2 separate regions of the Ovis aries genome follow, and region 1 is linked to region 2. The links are chromatin contacts, called in public Hi-C maps. All regions are on one chromosome and are shown on one strand. The core of a region is the stretch at or near the end of the contact, and the rest is flanking DNA. Distances in the headings are between cores, read along the strand shown. Region 1 holds the start of CLUL1 (clusterin like 1). Region 2 holds the start of LOC101102690 (large ribosomal subunit protein eL27).

Evidence for each region. A called contact is a pair of places that touch in the nucleus more often than the background predicts.
Region 1: a Hi-C map of tail adipose tissue shows a contact between it and region 2, with 9 times the contacts expected there. The contact joins the promoter of CLUL1 here to the promoter of LOC101102690 in region 2. A contact is called at or near these places in 9 of 16 Hi-C or Micro-C datasets (liver, mesenteric adipose tissue, mixed tissues and 5 more).

Annotation. Positions count from the first base shown.
Region 1 is chr23:35,962,374-35,968,318 of ARS-UI_Ramb_v3.0, reverse strand. CLUL1 (clusterin like 1) reads right to left here and starts at 1,688. Exons shown (of 8, transcript XM_012103515.5): 1 at 1,622-1,688; 2 at 554-672. The coding sequence starts at 659. It overlaps LOC114110516 (U6 spliceosomal RNA), which reads right to left and starts at 1,992; the gene lies at 1,889-1,992.
Region 2 is chr23:35,676,331-35,682,473 of ARS-UI_Ramb_v3.0, reverse strand. It overlaps LOC101102690 (large ribosomal subunit protein eL27), which reads right to left and starts at 3,030. Exons shown (of 1, transcript XM_004020489.5): 1 at 2,551-3,030. The coding sequence starts at 3,005. The coding sequence ends at 2,595. The region is part of intron 1 of LOC114110482 (a long non-coding RNA gene); the gene reads right to left.

The DNA of each region.
Region 1 (5,945 bases), core at 439-2,938, 290 kb before region 2:
CTTAACCTGGCCTCCAAATTTATTTACAGATCCCCAAAAGGAACATTTAAACTAATTTATTTTTCTAAGATAGGCACCCAAAGCGTATCTCGTCAAACAAAGGTTCCAAGTATGAGCACAAACCAACCAGATTCGATGTCACTCCAACCCATCCTTCCACAGTCCCACGAATAATTGCATGGATGACTTTAATTGTTTAAATGTTTCAAATGCTAGCAAAGAATTTCACTGTTCGTTAAAACCGTGCTCAGAGGACACCAAACATCTGGATGAACCCAAGCTGTGCAGCCTAAGACGCTGGCAAGTTTCATCTCTGCGATGCCGAACATCTGGAACTGTGAAGCATTCTCAGAGACACAATTGGAATTTTCTATTTTTAATCCAGATGTTTGGCGTCTTGTCTACTTGGCTTAAGAGCCTGGAGAACGACTCCCTGTGAAACTAGAGGGCGTTCTGAATTCGGTTATCTCTCTCCTGTAAATCACAGTAAGTGCCAGGAGGACATGGAAACAGGCAGACGGGACACCGTGCAGATAAAGAGACCAGACATTACCCTTCGGGTCTTCATGGGTAGAAATTCGGTCCTTCCCAGTAGGCGCACAGAGACAGTCTTTCAGCCGCAGCAGATACACGATAAACAGCAAGAGTGGCAGCTTCATCTTTCTGCCGTGACTGTGAAGGAAGGATAAACCTGTGTCAAATGCCTTCGGTTTAGTTTCTGTTGGCATCAGTTGAAAACACTTGGTGAGCCAAAGCATTTTTCTGTCGATTTTTCTTTATGACTTTAGACAATGTATGTTGATATGGTTGGGACATAAGGAAACTTGAAATCTAAATAAATTCTTTGAAAAGACAACCCAAATCCCTCTTTTGTTTGAATTCTTCATGGCAGTTAAATAAGGTCTTCATCTGAAGCATTTGAAATTTACGGCAACCTAAAGTATGGATCCCAGCCCCATAGAATCCAAACTTCATTTTATTTCCTTGTCAACAGTAAACAACCCCAAACACAGAATTAGCTATGTCAGAGGGGATTGTTTTTTCTCCAGAATTCTGAGACCATAAGTAATTTTTAAACTAGATGTTTAACTTATTTTTTTATGAAAGCAAGATTTTTCTCCTATATCTTATAAAAGCCATCAGATAAATGAATCACACACAAATTTTTTTCTTCTCAGATAATAAATTTCCTTTTATATAATTAGTTGTAAACATTCCCAATAAAAAACATATGCTTTCACAGTTATATCTCTAGATTATCTTAACTCCCCCCAAAAAGGATATTTATATTTTTTATATATATTTGTTATTTTGGAATAAAAAACCAACCCTATATTATTTAATCTACATTTGGAATGTCTTTAAAATACTAGTAGTTACAAAGCTATCATATTTTACATCTAGAATTATCATTTCAGCTAATTCTTCTCTTTTTGTTAAGACCCTTTCAGTTTAGTGTTGGTCGCTCATTTGTGTACAACGCTTTGTGACCCCATGGACTGTAGCCCACCAGGTTCCTCTGCCCAAAGGATTCTCCAGGCAGGAATACAGGAGTCAGGAGCCATTCCCTTCTCCCAGGGATCAAGACCCTATTTACCAAATAAAATTTTAACATATTTACCACTAATTTTGCAGGCTCTCCCCAGTGAGGTTGCCACCAGCTTCTGCAAGGACCTTCACTTTCCTCTGATTTAATGTTTGTCTGTGTCAGGGATTTAACCTTGTTCTATTAATTTGATGACACAGCTCTTAATCCTATTAACCTAACATTGTGAGATTAAGAGTATGGTTTAGAATGTGGTAGGGTTTTGAAAGAAACACTAGAGGGCGGGCTGTCTACACGATCAGAAACAGTGATCTTGAGCTACTTTATTTTACACAATTTTTTTTTAATACGGAATTCTTCATACATTTGGGTGTCATCCTTGTACAGGGGCCAGGCCTCTGTATTGTCCCAGTGTTTGTATCTGTGTTGCCGAAACAAGCATACACAGATATATTTGATAAGACTCATTAAAGCCTTAGAAATATTTTTTTAATTTGAAATTTTTTCTATATATCTTCTTACACAGGCTTCCCAGGTGGTTCAGTGGTAAAGAATCCGCCTGCCAATGCAGGAGACGCTGGTTCCATTCTTGGGTTGAGAAAGTCCCCTGGAGGAGGAAATGGCTACCCACTCCAGTATTCTTGCCTGGAAAATTCCATGGACAGTGGAGCCTGGCAGGCTACAGTCCTTGACGTTTCAAAGAGTCAGACATGACTGAGCACACATGTATGTGCACGCGCACACGCACACACACGCACACACGCACACACACGCGCGCGCACACACGCGCACACACACCTCTTTGTATACAGGTCAAACAAATTTCTTTGTTGGAAATGTAAGGAACAATATGAAAAACAGTAAGAAAATGCTTAGATAAAACATTTTGAGATAACTAATAAGGACCTACTGTATTGCACAGGGAACTCTACTCTATACTCTGTGATGACCTATATGGGAACAGAATCTAAAAAAGAGTGGGTATATGTATACATGTAAGTGATTCTCTTTGCTGTACGTCAGAAACTAACACGGCACTGTAAAACAACTATACTCCAATAAAATTAATTTTAAAAACATTCTGAAGATTATTTACATAGTTGTTTGGCATTTTAAAAAAACATATGCAAACATTTTAACTAGATGAAATGATAACATCTAGCATACAAAGAGTGTAATAGGTGAGCATTTCACTACAATATACTAATTGATTAGCTGACCTAAAAATTCAGCAAATGATTCTTCTAAAAACAATTAGAGAGTCACTATAGCAGCTACTGTAGTCTGGGTCTCTGGCTACTGAAATCTCAAGATTGTCTTGGGGTCCCTTTCCCAAGTTTGGAGGGATTCAATTTATTGATGTTTATTGATTGGACTTATTGATCACTACTTATTGATGCTCGGTACTTTCCAGCACGTCACACTGACTGTCTAAACTGACTCGCCTGCCTTTTGGGGCCCTTAGAAGTTGATCGTTGTGTCTGAGCAACCTGCAGTCTGGAGTAGAGATAATCCCCTTGGACACGGCGATGGGGAATTATAAGACACACCAGAAGTCTTGTCCACATCTCATTTAGCTGTCTTGTGCGTGTGCTAGGTCGGTTCAGTCATGTCCAACTCTTTGTGACCCCATGGACTGTAGCCTGCCAGGCTCCTCTGTCCATGGGGATTCTCTAGGCAAGAATACGGGAGTGGGTTGCCATTTCCTACACCAGGGACCTTCCTGACCAAGCGATTGAACCCAAGTCTCCTGCACTGGCAGGCAGGTTCTTTACCCCCTAGGAAGCCCTTAGCTGTCTTGACTATCTGGCAATTCTCTGTATTAGTTGAAAACCTCTTGACTCTGCTAGAAAACAGATCAGCTCAAAGCAAAATCTGAACTATTATTATGTTAAGAAGCCTCATGTCACTTTTGAGCAAATCTAAACCACTTCTGCAAACAGATGTGTCTCATTCTGAGAAGTGATCACATGGCCAAAGGAAGACGCAGCACTTGGGGTCTTTTTCTCAGGAAGATAAGAGTCTACTTCTGGGAAAGTCAATCCTAGGAAATTGTGCAGCATCACTGCCAACTCTGACCCTGAGAACCTTTCTTGTTACTTTTCTGTTGTCCACATTTGGACTCACTTGAAGTCATGGCTGGACTCTACATGCTTTCTCCGTTTTTGTTTTTTTTTTTTTCTTGTTGTTGTTTTGGCCGCAAGGCATGTGGGATCTTAGCTCCTGGACCAGGGATCAAACCAGCACCCCCTGCATTTGAAAGTGAAGTCTTAACCACTCGACCACCAGGGAAGTCCCAGCAAGCTCACATTTTGTTGAAAATGAAGCCAATGTTTAGGAAGACTGGTGGCTCATTCTCTAGTTGCAGGTTTGTTTTCCTCTGTATTCCATCAGTTCAGTTCAGTTGCTCAGTCGTGTCCAACTCTGCGACCCCATGGACTGCAGCAAGCCAGGCTTCCCTTTCCATCACCAGCTCCCGGAACTTGCTCAAACTCATGTCCATCGAGTTGATGATGCCATCCAACCATCTCATCCTCGGTTGTCCCCTTCTCCTCCTACCTTCAATCTTTGCCAGCATCAAGATCTTTTCCAATGAGTTCACTCTTTGCATCGGATGCCCAAAAAGTATTGGAGCTTCAATTTCAGCATGAGTTCAGTTCAGTTCAGTTGCTCAGTCATGTCCGACTCATTGCGACCCCATGAATTGCAGCACACCAGGCCTCCCTGTCCATCACCAACTCCCGGAGTTCACTCAGACTCTTGTCCATTGAGTCAGTGATGCCATCCAGCCATCTCATCCTCTGTCGTCCCCTTCTCCTCCTGCCCCCAATCCCTCCCAGCATCACAGTCTTTTCCAATGAGTCAACTCTTCACATGAGGTGGCCAAAGTACTGGAGTTTCAGCTTTAGCATCATTCCCTCCAAAGAAACCCCAGGGCTGATCTCCTTCAGAATGGACTGGTTGGATCACCTTGCAGTCCAAGGGACTCTCAAGAGTCTTCTCTAATACCACAGCTCAAAACCATCAATTCTTCAGTGCCCAGTCTTCTTTATGGTCCAATTCTCACATCCATACATGACCACTGGGAAAACCATAGCTTTGACCAGGCGGACCTTTGCTGGCAAAGTAATGCCTCTGCTTTTTAATATACTGTCTGGGTTGGTCATAGCTTTTCTTCCAAGGAGCAAGTGTCTTTTAACTTCATGGCTGCAGTCACCGTGTTTCCGGTTTAAGTGTAATTTCCAAAAACAGAACTTTATGGCTTATTAGTACTAATTACTTTTAAAATATCCTGAAGCTTCCAAACAGTTTCTTCCTCTAATTATTTCATCTGTTTTCACAGCTGTTATTTTGTTCTTAAGATTAGGCAACACTTCATGCAAATCTGGTTACTTTCATAATTATGACATCACTATGTTCAAGATTTAAGTGGGGTGTAAAATACTATATTAATAACTAGTAGGTTGGTAACTTTCCCAGGTGGCGCTAGTGGTAAAGAACCTGCCTGCCAGGGCATGAAACATAAGAGGTGTGGGTTGGATCTCTGGGTTGGGAAGATCCCCTGGAGGAGGGCATGGCAACCCACTCCAGTATTCTTGCCTGGAGAATCCCATGGACAGAGGAGCCTGGTGGGCTACAGTCCACAGGGTTGCAAAAGAGTCAGACACGATTGAAGTGACTCAGCATGCAGCATGCAAAGCTTGGTAACTAAGGAGACCTAGAAGCAAGGTAATCTTAATCAAGGACAACAAAAAGAGCACAGGGTATTCACTGAAAAATGGAGGAGTCAGACAGATGGACTTGAACAGGTCAGGCTTGGACAGAGCATCTTCCATGTGTGCCTGTAACGAACCTGCTACTGTATCATCCCTGATTAGGCTGGCCCACCCTGCCTCTGGCACAGCCGGACAACTTCTGGGCTTCCCTTTGGGTACCTATTTGGCAGACTGCAGGCCGAGAAGCCCGTGTCATCTATGCTGATTCCTCTGTGGAGCCCAGATCCAGGATACAATGCCAGTGGTCCCTGGAGTCGTGCAGCCTGGCAGGGGTGGGTCCTGTGCATGAGCTGGGATTTACTGTCTTGCACAGGAAGGAGGGTGAAGTCAGCGCATTGCCCACAACTTGGATTCTCTCATGAGTCATACAACATACTCCTACTTGGGAGGGAGTGTTACTCTGGTAGAACACACACAGACACACACACACACACACACTTCCCACACACCCCAAGAAGGGAATGCCTAAGAGAAAATAAAAGACAAAAACATAAAGAATCAAATACATGATTTATGTAGATTGTAATGAAACCATGGAGCTTCCCAGGTGGCTCAGTGGTAAACAAACTTCCTGCCAATGCAGCAATGTGGGTTAGATCCCTGGGTCAGGAAGATCTTCTGGA
Region 2 (6,143 bases), core at 1,781-4,280:
TGGCACAATGTTGTGCATGCTGCCATTTTTAATAGATCAGGAATTCTGGAGGCCCTTGGTTGGTAGTATTAATAGAGACATGTGGGTAAGGTAGGAACCAATTCTGGTAAGGACAGAGTGATGTCCTTGTGACAGGCACAATGAAGGACAGAAAAGGTATGGACCTGACAGAAGCAGAAGATATTAAGAAGAGATGACAAGAATACACAGAACTATAAAAAAAAAGATCTTCACAACCCAGATAATCACAATGGTGTGATCACTCACCTAGAGCCAGACATTCTGGAATGCGAAGTCAAGTGGGCCTTAGGAAGCATCACAACGAACAAAGCTAGTGGAGATGATGGAATTCCAGTTGAGCTATTTCAAATCCTGAAAGATGATGCTGTGAAAGCGCTGCACTCAGTATGCCAGCAAATTTGGAAAACTCAGCAGTGGCCACAGGACTGGGAAAGGTTGGTTTTCATTCCAATCCCAAAGAAAGGCAATGCTAAAGAATGCTCAAACTACCGCACAATTGCGCTCATCTCACATGCTAGTAAAGTAATGCTCAAAATTCTCCAAGCCAGGCCTCAACAGTATGTGAACCATGAACTTCCAGATGTTCAAGCAGGATTTAGAAAAGGCAGAGGAACCAGAGATCAAATTGCCAACATCCCTTGGATCATTGAGAAAGCAAGAGAGTTCCAGAAAAACATCTATTTCTGCTTTATTGACTATACCAAAAGCTTTGACTGTGTGGACCACAACAACAACAAACTGGAAAATTCTTAAAGAGACAGGAATACCAGACCACCTGACCTGCCTCTTGAGAAACCTGTATGCAGGTCAGGAAGCAACTGTTAGAACTGGACATGGAACAACAGACTGGTTCCAAACAGGGAAAGGAGTACATCCAGGCTGTATATTGACACCCTGCTTATTTAACTTATATGCAGAGTACATCAAGAGAAACGCTGAGTTGGATGAAGCACAAGTTGGAATCAAAATTGCTGGGAGAAATATTAATAACCTCAGATATGCAAATAACACCACCCTTATGATAGAAAGTGAAGAAGAACTAAAGAGCCTCTTGATGAAAGTGAAAGAGGAGAGTGAAAGAAGCTGTCTTAAAACTCAACATTCAGAAAACAAAGATCATGGCATCTGGTCCCACCACTTCATGGCAAATAGATGGGGAAACAGCGGAAACAATGACAGACTTTATTTTGGGGGGCTCCAAAATCACTGCAGATGTTGACTGAAGCCAAGAAATTAAAAGATGCTTGCTCCTTGGAAGAAAAGTTATGACCAACCTAGACAGCATATTAAAAAGCAGAGACATTACTTTGCCAACAAAGGTCCACTTAGTCAAAGCTATGGTTTTTCAGTAGTCATGTACGGATGTGAGAGTTGGACTATAAAGAAAGCTGAGCACCAAAGAATTGATGCTTTTGAACTGTGGTGTTAGAGAAGACTCTTGAGAGTCCCTTGGACTGCAAGGAGATCAAACCAGTCCGTCCTAAAGGAAATTAGTCTTGAATATTCATTAGAAGGACTGATATTGAAGCTGAAACTCCAAACTTTGGCCACCTGATGCGAAGAACTAACTCACCGAAAAATACCCTAATGTTGAGAAAGATTGAAGGCAGGAGGAGAAGGGACGACAGAAGATGAGATGGTTGGGTGGCATCACTGACTCAATGGATATGAATTTGAGTAAACTCCAGGAGTTGGCAATAAACAGGGAGGTCTGGCATGCTGCAGTCCATGGGGTTGCAAAGAGTCGGACACGACTGAGCAACGGATCTGAAGGACAGATTGAAATTGAAATCATTTGGCCACCAAGTGGATGGTCTGGTCTCCCCAGGGTTCACTGTATATCTACATCCACAAGATGAGACATCTTATCTACTTTGTGGCTGAAATCTTCCTCTCAAGTGGGGGTTCTCTAGTGGACATTAGTGTGAGATACGAAGATACACAAACTCTGTGCCCACAACCATAAGTTCAGCCTCATGCCTCTTCCCCAGATTTCCTTACCAAGCCCTCTGGGTTCCAGTCAACTCCTCCAGGCTTTCACTATGCTGGAGCAACCCTACTCCTTCCAATTTGGTTCCTTCTGGGGCCTGACCAAGCAGATTCACCCTTGTCCAAGAATTCGTATCAACCTGTATCTCAGGCTGCTTTTCCTTTATAAAACAAGCCTTTATAAGGCCCCTCTGAGTGGAGCTACAACATGGCCCCACTCCAGTCAGCACCAAGATCGCGTGATCTTTCTCTCCACTGTTCTGGTAATGGATAGTAGGTGGCTGGTTAACTTTCCCACTGTGGTAGGTTCAGGGCAGAGATGTGAAACAAATGAGGCTCTTTAGCAGTAATGTCTGTGCTTTTCCTTGGTGCCCCGTCCTGCCAAACCAGGGAGTCGTGCTGGGCTAGAGAATACATAGATTATCCCATAAAGTCTTCACCCAGTGGGTGGTCACTATTACTCTAGTGACTGCTAGAACATGACACCCTCTACAGAGCAAGTCAGAAAAATATCTGTGTGCCAACTCCTACTCTGTCCAGTTTTTTTTTTCACTTTTAAAATATTTTTATTAACTGAGACAGACCTAAAACCGCAGCTTCTGGAAGAACCATTTGTTCTTGCCAGTCTTGTATCTCTCCTCAAACTTGACCTTTGCCTCTCGTCGGGCCTTGCGTTTGAGAGCAGGGTCTCTGAAGACATCCTTGTTGACAACAGTTTTGTCCAAGGGGATATCCACAGAGTACCTTGTGGGCATGAGGTGATTATAATTATAAACTTTCACAAAAGACTTGATCTTTGACCTCTTGGCGATTTTCTTCTTGCCCATGGCAGCTGTCACTTTGCGGGGATAGTGATCAATTCCAGCCACCAGAGCATGGCTGTAGGGTTGGTCTGAGGTGCCGTCATCAATGTTCTTCACGATGACCACTTTGCGTCCGGAGTAGCGACCGGCCAGGACCAGTACCACCTTCCCGGGTTTCATGAACTTGCCCATTTCGGTAGCTACCACTCGGGACTACAGCAGAAAGGAAGAAAAGGCCTCTGTCCCGTTTTAGAGGGCACACTTGATGCTGTGGCTGTTATTACTGGTTTGAATGCCACTGCTATAGAAAAATGAAAAGAACCACAACTTGGTTTGGGCCAATCCTGGTTCACAAATTGTGTTCCAGCAGCTGAGCGACTGGCATTCCTAGGAGAATCAAAAAATTAAGAATCTGCAAGAGGTCTGCCTTATGTCGATTTTTCCAGGGACTTAGAAGTTAACTGGATGTTTCAAAGTATCGAGTGACTAATTTTCCATCCTTTTTTCTCAGATCTCACACGGTAAGCATTTATTTCCTGAAAAACTGCCAAAAGAGTCATTTTTTTTCAGAGTTCCAATAGTATTTTAAAATGTAAAATGAAGTTCTCATAGCAAAAATGATCAATGTAGACCCTTGAATCTACCCACAGCAACTTAAGAAGTATTGCCTTCTTTTTGGTTTCAGGTCTGGGGAGTTTAAACGAGAGACAGAAAGAAAGAGAAATTTTCAAAAGTTTCTGAAGTGCTTATTTTCCTCTGAGATTCAGGCTTGTATATTGGATAAGAATGGTTGATCCAGGACAGTTGGCATCTGCAGGTAAAAATGTGCCTACGATTTGTTTTTAGTTGTGTTACTGAGCCTTCCAAGCCAAGGTTGCAGGTTGGCAGTGCCCTGAAGGAGGGAGAGAACTGGATAGCACCCATGCCTCCCATTAGGGAGGCCTCCAGACAGAGCCTGGAGCAGGACCGTGCTGGGACTGACCCAAGCCAGGCCTTCCTGTGCTGCCCAGAATCAGAGCAGCACCCTCAAAACCAATCTTCACTCGTGCCCACTGTGGATAGAACAGTCTCAGAGCACTTACAGGTTTGCTAAATGGGTGATTGTACTCTGTCAAACCCATAGTTTAGGTTGGAAGTTGGTGATCAAATCCTACAGGAACTACCCGCTGGCTTTCCTATTTAGTGGAGGCATAGGCCTTTCATTCTAGAAAGTGCTGATTGACAGGAAGGCATATTGTCTCAAGAAACAGATGTACAGTTAACCTGGAATTTTACAACATCTTCCCCAAATACAATAAACCTTGTTTTCAATGAAACTGGTTAAGTGCCTTGTGTATTATGAAATTCTTTTGATGAGTAAGTCAGATTATTTATGGACTGTTGGAAGACCAATCTTTCCCTGTACAAACTGCCAATGGATCATTTGGGAAAGGAGCCAAAGGGTCAGGAAGAGCTCTTTATCACACTAATGCACAAAGACACACAAAGCATGACCCAGATATAAAAAGGGGCCAGCACACTGCTAGTAGATGCCATTCATGGCTGAACCGAGGAGACTGCCTGGAAGCTGTGACAACAAAGAAAATGATGGAGGAGAAAGGAGGGGCGGGAAACACTCCCCAGGGAGAAACACAATAGGGAGATCAGGAGGATCTGGGCAGGGTCTAGCCTCAGTAGAAAAACAAGATATAAAAGGACCCCATGGGGAACTTCCCTGGTGGTCTAGTGGCTGGCACTCTGAGCTCCCAATGCAGGGGCCCCAGGTTCAATCCCTGGTCAGAAAACTGTATCCCACATGCCACAACTAAGCATTTTTATGCTGCAATTAAAAATTCCATGGGCTGCAATGAAGACCCAGTGCAGCCAAATAAATAAATTAAAAATATTTTTTTAAAAAAGGAGCCCATTTTTCTAGTTTCTTCCCCATCCTCTCTCTCCTGAAGGTTCGAATCCAACTAGGCAACATATTTGATTGCAACTATCTACCCCTTCCATGCATTCCATCATGGTTAGAGTTATATTAATTTGGATAACACTAGCTGCTATCATAAACAGCCCCTCAAAAAATATATAACGGCTCAAGGACCATAAACGTTTCTTTCTTTACCATAATTTAGCATAAAGGAGATATTGTTTGGCAGCTCTCTTCCACAAGGCGATTTAGGAACCCAGGCTGCAAACATGTGGCTGTGTCATTTCCTAGGGCCCTCTTCTGCACTGAGACACTAAAAGGGGAACAAGTATGAAGAGGGCACTTAAAACCCCTGCTTCTTAAAACTCTAGTTTGACTTCTCACTAACCATTGGTTAGAACCTCACTGCATTGTATGCTTGCTTGCAAGGATGGAAGAAATATAGTGTATGCAACGGTCTGCCCAAAGAAAAAAGTGGATATTTTTGATGAATGGCTAACCATCTGCTTGAAAGCAGGTAAACCTTTTATCTATTTTTGCAGGAATGCCTTCTGCTGTGCATTGTAGGGTTGAAGTGAAGTGAGGTGAGGTTGCTCAGTCGTGTCTGACTCTTTGCGACCCCATGGACTATATAGCCCACCAGGCTCCTCGGTCCATGGGATTTTCCAGGCATGAATACTGGAGTGGGTTGCCATTTCCTTCTCCAGGGGATCTTCCCAACCCAGGGATCAAACCCAGGTCTCCTGCATTGTAGACAGACGCTTTACCGTCTGAGCTACCGGGGAAGTCTTAAAACCCATCAAAAACATTGTAGGGTTAGTAGCAAGCAAACATTAGTGAAACAAGGGGTGTCTGAGTGACTGCTGAGATTCAGTCAGTTCAGTTCAGTCGCTCAGTCGTGTCCGACTCTTTGCAACCCCATGAATTGCAGCATGCCAGGCCTCCCTGTCCATCACCAACTCCTGGAGTTCACTCAGACTCACATCCATTGAGTCAGTGATGCCATCCAGCCATCTCATCCTCTGTCGTCCCCTTCTCCTCCTGCCCCCAATCCCTCCCAGCATCAGAGTCTTTTCCAATGAGTCAACTCTTCGCATGAGGTGGCCAAAGTACTGGAGTTTCAGCTTTAGCATCATTCCTTCCAAAGAACACCCAGGGCTGATCTCCTTCAGAATGGACTGGTTGGTGCTGAGATTAGAGTAACAATAACTTTCAGTAAGTCTGAGCCAGAGTCCTCATCTGTAAAAGTACACAAAACTTTGAGGATCAAATAAGACAAGGTGTAAATAACTTAGAAAGGTGCACATGTAAGCTCTCAGTACGTTTATAGTTATTATTACTCTGATCTCAGTTGTCTCTTATTAATGTCATTTGGAAGTTTTGCTGCTATTTAATTCATATATTTGCTTTTAGTCCTG